2 separate regions of the Gossypium hirsutum genome follow, and region 2 is linked to region 1. Evidence: chromatin contacts called from public Hi-C data. All regions are on one chromosome and are shown on one strand. Each heading gives the region's core, a stretch centred on a gene start, on an enhancer-like site or on the middle of the called end of the contact. The rest is flanking DNA. Distances are from core to core; before and after follow the strand shown. Region 1 holds the start of LOC107949460 (transcription initiation factor TFIID subunit 12). Region 2 holds the start of LOC107949479 (UTP--glucose-1-phosphate uridylyltransferase).

Evidence for each region. A called contact is a pair of places that touch in the nucleus more often than the background predicts.
Region 2: a Hi-C map of leaf shows a contact between it and region 1, with 2.8 times the contacts expected there. The contact joins the promoter of LOC107949479 here to the promoter of LOC107949460 in region 1. A contact is called at or near these places in 4 of 34 Hi-C or Micro-C datasets (all in leaf).

Annotation. Positions count from the first base shown.
Region 1 is chrD01:32,804,426-32,807,683 of Gossypium_hirsutum_v2.1, forward strand. LOC107949460 (transcription initiation factor TFIID subunit 12) reads right to left here and starts at 1,877. Exons shown (of 9, transcript XM_016884113.2): 1 at 1,202-1,877; 2 at 955-1,110; 3 at 1-376. The coding sequence starts at 1,705.
Region 2 is chrD01:33,077,893-33,081,281 of Gossypium_hirsutum_v2.1, forward strand. LOC107949479 (UTP--glucose-1-phosphate uridylyltransferase) reads right to left here and starts at 1,327. Exons shown (of 4, transcript XR_005908960.1): 1 at 1,060-1,327; 2 at 1-766.

The DNA of each region.
Region 1 (3,258 bases), core at 627-3,126:
CGAGAGAAGAAGGCTTTTGATTTGCAGAGCCCTGGGATCTGGAATCTTGTTGTTGATGAGGTAGAGATTGTGAGGCCCTTGATTGCGAAAACTGTTGCTCAAAATGTTCCTGCTGCTGAATCGATGATATATTTTGCGGTGGCACCTGTGGAGATGATACATGCTGCTGTTGTGAAACTGTTTGCAACGAATGATGTTGCTGGGGTATATGTGCCCTCAGCTGTGGTCTATGCCAAGGGGGTGGCAAAGGTGGCTTCCCTTGCGCTCCAGATGATAGCCACGGCTGATTAGGGGATTGTGGAGTTTGTAGAGTACTTGGTGTTGAAGAAGAGGAACCAACCGCTGACACTCTCATAAGGCCATGCCCTTGGAAATTCTACAAAAAAATGAAAAAGAAAACAAGGAAAAAAAAGGTCACATAATATTCAAGGAAAGGCATCAAACACAAATTCACCCAACATTTATAATCATGATGACAATAATGTGTTCTTTTCTTTCACATTCGATGATAGGAGAATGGGGATTGGTATGCTAAGGATCGAACCCTAGGTCTCATGCCACACAATACAAGAATCTGGCTATGAAGCCAAGAGGTTGTTGGCAACCACAATGTGTTATATAGTAGATAATAACACCTTAGCTCTCTTGACGAACTCCTTAAAGCAGCTTACTTCAACCTACCAATACTATATTCAAATTAAGATTAAAAATAATAATACAAGTCAGGGAGAAAGGATTAGTATTTTCTAGATTCAACCAACAGTTCTAAGCAGCCTTAAAAATCTAAAACATTATTAAGAACTCTATTAAAATATGCTAAAACTGTTATTACTGCGACCATTTAAATTCAACTAACATTTTTTAGCATTATTAGAACATTATTGACAAAAAATCAATGTCATTTAAATTAATAAAAAGAAATAATATACATTAATCCTTAAAAATAATACTAACTTGGGTAGAAGGGGACTGGCTAGTTGGTGAAGATGTTGGTCTAAGAGATGATTGCAAAGGCCTTTGTTGATGCTGAGCAGAAATCCCACCTGGTCTCATTTGTGAACTTGAACCAACTGATGATCCCATCCCTATTCCTCGCATCATTGGCCTTGCCTATGAAAAAGAAATATCACAAGAAGAGGAAATTTCAGCATCAAAAGCTCAAAATCGTGAGTGAAAATAACCCACAAGCTTAAAATCCAACCTGGGAAACATTGGAACTAGAGGTTCCACCGAAGGAATGGCCAAAGGAACCGGTAAACGGAGTGGATTGCGGAGGTGAAGGAGAAGGAGGCGAGGGGCCAGAATGGGACGAAGGAACACCGAGGGCAATGCTGCCTCGCGGCTGAGAGGAAAGTGAAGGGGAAGGAGACGATGAGGCGGAAGGAGAAGAGGAAGAGAAATGAGTGAACTGGGCAGAGTGCTGTTGCCATGGCCTCGAGAATGCAGCGGCGGATCTTGGCTGATGAGAGGGGAGAGCTGGTTTAGGCTGCGGCGGCTGTTTCGGTGGTGGTATGGCGGAAGGTAAGGGTTTCGGGATAGGGTTGGGGTTAGGGTTAGGGATTGCGGTAGAGGATGTTGAGGACGGGGGCGTTGGCGTTGTTTGTTGTTGAATTTGTGGCTGCGGCTGTGGTTGCGGAGGTGGGTCGACGGCGGAGGAAGGAGGAGGAGCATTAGGGGTTGGCGGCGGTGGTTGCTGTTGGTCCATCAGGAGTGCAAGGATGGAAGGATTGAAGAGGAAGTTTAGTTGGTTTATCAACTGTAGACGAGCTCTCTTTTTCCTCTCTGAACTTTTAAAACACACATTAAAATAAGCTATTGGATAAACTACAAATTTAGATCTTAATTTTATAAATTTGTCAATTTAATCCTATTTCTTTGTTTCGGGGTTTGAATGAAAATGTTTGCACTAAATATAAGGAAAGGAGTTATAAATATTGCTTATAATATCTGCAAACTTTCTATGGGGATTGGATAGTTGTAATCTTCAAATTTATTTATTATCTGTATTAAATTGGATAATTGTAATCTGTTTTTATTGGATTTATTTTCCAGTTCATTAAACTATCATCATTTAAACAAAATCTCACCATTCTGCATCTAATCTCCCTTGCTTAATACACTTAATGCATCAAAATAGGTATCATCATTTTAGATACTACTAAATGTTTTAATTAATATTATTAATTCCTTAAATATTCTCATTTGGATCATTTATAAATTTTCTTTCGACCGTTTTATTAAGGGTTAAAGTAAAAATTTATCAACGGTTTTAAAAAGTTGATTGACAAGGAAGCATAAAGAATGGTCAAAGAAAAAAGCTCTTAAAATATGCAAAATTCTGATAACGGAGGTGCTAGTGATTCTAGATCTGATGGGGATCGGAACACTAAGAAAGTGAGATTAAGGAAGGAATCGATGGAGAGGTTGCTACTATGGTTGTGGACTCTTATCTAATCCCGAATTTGTCTTGGAAGGACAAGCTTTTAGGGGGAGGAGCAGTCATTTTTGGTATGGCTTGTAATGACCCTAGCGAGGGAAGTGAAAGTGATTTTGAGTTGTTAGAAGGTGATGTGAGTACGACCATGGTCAATGGGATTCCAGCAATTGTCTTCTCGGACAGTATTTAAGAAATTCTCTTCAAAGAGATGGAATTGACGGTCGTACTCAAGCTTTTAGGGCGAAGCATTGGCTATAACACTCTTCATAATCAAATAAGCAGCCTATGGAAACCTACAAAACCATTCCATCTCATGGACATAGAAAACAATTATTTTTTTGTTAGGTTTCAGAACAATAAAGATTATAATCGAGTATTGACTCAGGGACCATGGATCATTTACGGCCAGTACCTTACTGTTCAACCTTGGACTAAAGATTTTACTTCATCGTAGCCATATCCCAGCGTGGTGATGGCTTGGACCCGGCTATCGAAACTCTCGAGATTTATATATAAATCGAAGACATAGAGGTCATCAGGGGGCTAGTCGAAAAAGTGGCAAAACTGGATTTTTTAAACTGATAGCAGAACCAGAGGCCAGTTCGCTCGTCTGGCTATGTTTATTAACATTGACAAGCATTTTCTTTCTCAGGTTATGGTCGACGGCATCGTCTAATGAGTGGAATATGAGGCGCTTCAACAATATGTTTTTTTACAGTAAGTACGGGCACGTCAAGGATTTGTGCCTGTCAGTGGTGGTAAATCTGACCTAGAAAAGTAATGTAGAAGCAGTGGTTGCTAACTTAAGCGAGGTCGTCGGT
Region 2 (3,389 bases), core at 77-2,576, 270 kb after region 1:
ACCTATCATTCTGCACAATTATCAGAAGTAAACCGATAAGAACTGGGAAAAGGATATTCTCTCTATACTAAGATCCTCAATCAAGCTACTTAAGTAAGGAACCACTTAGTAATAACTCAAGATTCTGTCATCTATATATCGAGAAACTCATGTCCACAACTCAAAATCACTCTTAAATCATCCATCAAGCACATCCAATCTTACAACAATTACTGCCAACAAACTTAGCCGGTCTCTTATTTCCTCTCTAGTTAAATTAATAAAATTAACATCCAATGCACACCTTATAACCTACGATTTTTATACTCAATTTCGGTCACAGAAACCACAGTTCAGAGATAAAACCCACCCTTTCCACCAAAATTAGAGAAAAAAAGAAAAAGAATCCATCCTATCAAAACATTCAAATATCAAACCCAGAAAAAGAAACTTTAAAAATATAATAAAAACATACTTGATTGTAGCCTTCTTCCCAGTCCCTTTTGCTCCATTTTTTTCTTCTCCAACATAAGACATTTAGTTATCATGTTACATATCAAGTAAACGAATTGAACAGAATCATTGGTCGGTATTGGATAAGTAGCCTTCTTATATTGTTTCAATATATAAAACTATATATTGTTACATTAATGTTCTCTGGACCAGCAATCTCTGCATCTAGTTGAGTACCATCTGCAGTATTTCCAGCACTGGTATTTCTTTTTCCTATTTCCTCCAAAGTTACAGATCCCTTCTCAGGTTTCTTCTGCTTGTCACATTCAGAAACCTACCAAAACAGACCATGCTAAATGTAAAAACAAATAATTTCCTTTCTAGACTAGAAAAGAACATTTGAAAAACTTTGGGCTTGAAGACATAAATAAACTCTACATTCATCTTTTCCCTTGAAAAATAATCTAGAGTTATATGTCATTCCACATTGAAAAACTGGTCTATGAAGAAAAATGAACGAACAATTCATCTTGTTATAAAAACAAATACAAATACCCAGAATCCAAAATCAGCGTTATAAAAACAAAAGAACAGGAAAATCGAGAAGATAGGAAAACTCGTTCTTACAGCTTGTATGTTCCTATCCTCATCGTCAAAAAAGAGCATTGAGTTGAAGGGATTTCCAGTCCTTGAGTGAATTCTCTGGAAATGATCGATCTACTCAAACCTCAAAGTGAAGAAGAAATTGGGAGAGGCGCAATTTAGGGTTTGGATTTGGTTGAAAAATGAGAGCATTTTAACCATAAGAGGGGTTGTTTGCCCTAGATTTGGTACGGCGCCGTTTATCTTCTCTTGAAATGGTGTCGATTTTGATCTGTTTTTGGGGAAATGGTGTGATTTTTTTAAATTAAAATGATTTTTTTTGCGGCTTACCTTTTGCAGAGTTTGTATAAAAATACCACAAAAATTAATTTATTTTGAACAAAACGACGTCGTTTGTATATAGTAACGACGTTTTTTTGCTAAAAACGCCGCTAAAGCTCGCATATTTTTAATATTTAATTATTGTATCTTTCATATAAATTTTAAATAAATAATTATTAAATTTTAAGTAATATTTATAAGAATTAGATAAAATTATAAAATTTAGTTTTTTATTTCAATTTTATTTTTGTATTTTATTTTTATTTCTTATAATTTGGTCCTATCCAAATTAAATAATTACCTATATATCCATATCAATCTATTAATTTTTTTAACTTATTTATTAATTCTATTTAAACTAATATTTAAATATATTAAATGGTTTAGATTAAATATTTTTAAATATAAAGGCATTAATTAATTGTATAAAATTTTATCATTTAACAAATCTCAAGTAAACCTTAACCTTAAACCCTAAATTAACCATTCAATACATATAAAGTCTATTTATTATATTCTCTTAAATAATTTAATTTCAATATATTAAATTTATTATTATCTCTTTTACAATTATATAAAAACATATTTAATATATTAATTAAAAAATAACTAATCTAAACCCTAACTCGACTCTTAAATCCCTAAACCCTAAATCCCTAACTCTTAACCCTTAACCCCTAACCCCTAACCCCTAACCCCTAAACCTTAAATCTCAACCCTTAAACCATAATCCCTAAATCCATACTTCCTAAACCTTACACTATTAACTCCTAAACCGGCCTTAAATCTTAAATTAGTCATATACCCTAAACCAAAAACCCTAAACTATAGTGATAATTAATTCAATATTTTAAAATTAATACTATCTCTTTTACGATTATATAAGAAATTATTTAATATATAAATTAAAAAACAATTAGTAATGTACCCAAAAAAATTTAAAATTATTTTAAATAATAGTATTTTAATTTTTCCATTTTTAACAAATATTTTTTTATGTTTTTTATTTCAAATTATTTCTACGTGTCATTATTTCAAATTTATCCATTTTTAACAAATATTCAATTAAAAATAAATTGAATTTTAATTAATATAAATAAACCATTAAATAGTAAATAGACAGATAAAATGTTTTTGCGGCGCTTTTTCAGAAACGCCGCTAAATCCCTGAGCATTAGCGGCGCTTTTTTAAAAAAGCCGCTAAATCCCCTAGCAGTAGCGGCGCTTTTTCAAAAACGTCGCTAAATCCCTGAGCATTAGCGGTGCTTTTTCAAAAACGCCGCTAAAGCCCCGGCATTAGCGGCACCTTTACAAAAACGCCGCTAAAGCCTCGAGCATTAGCGACGCTTTCCAAAAAATGCCGCTAAAGCCCCGAGCATTAGGGGCGCTTTTCCAAAAACGCCGCTAAAGCCCCGAAAGGTAAAAAATGATATCGTTTGGCAATGCTAATTTTTAGAGGAAAGCGCCGCTAATGCTCGATCTTTAGCTGCGTTTTACGTAAAGTGCCACTAATGCTCGATTTTTAGCGGTGTTTTTTGTCTAAACGCCGCTAAAAGCTTGTTTTGCTGTAGTGATGTAAGTCTTCATACATGCATAAAATGGAAGGAAGAATGGTGGACTTTGAATACAAAATTAATTTGAAATAAATTATTCCTTAATTGTTGTGATTTTATATCCCTTGATTTTTATCTTAATTTTCGTAACCAATATTAAGAATTTTTCTATTACTTTTTACATTGACATTAAAAAGTAGATATGTTTTTATTTAAAAAAATGAATCTGGTAGTAAATAAGGTTTAATATGAAATAAATTATTGATATTATAAATATTAAATATATTTACTATCTATTATTATGGTAATTTATTGGTTTAGTTATAAATTGTGCTAGTAGAAAATTTCAATTTAAAATAGAGTATTGAATAGTTATTTAAAATGTTTAATAATTTGGAATTTGGAACTAATGTAATAATACATCATTATTACTAATAACAAAAAAAAATCATATTTAAAACTTAATTAAAAAAATCCACT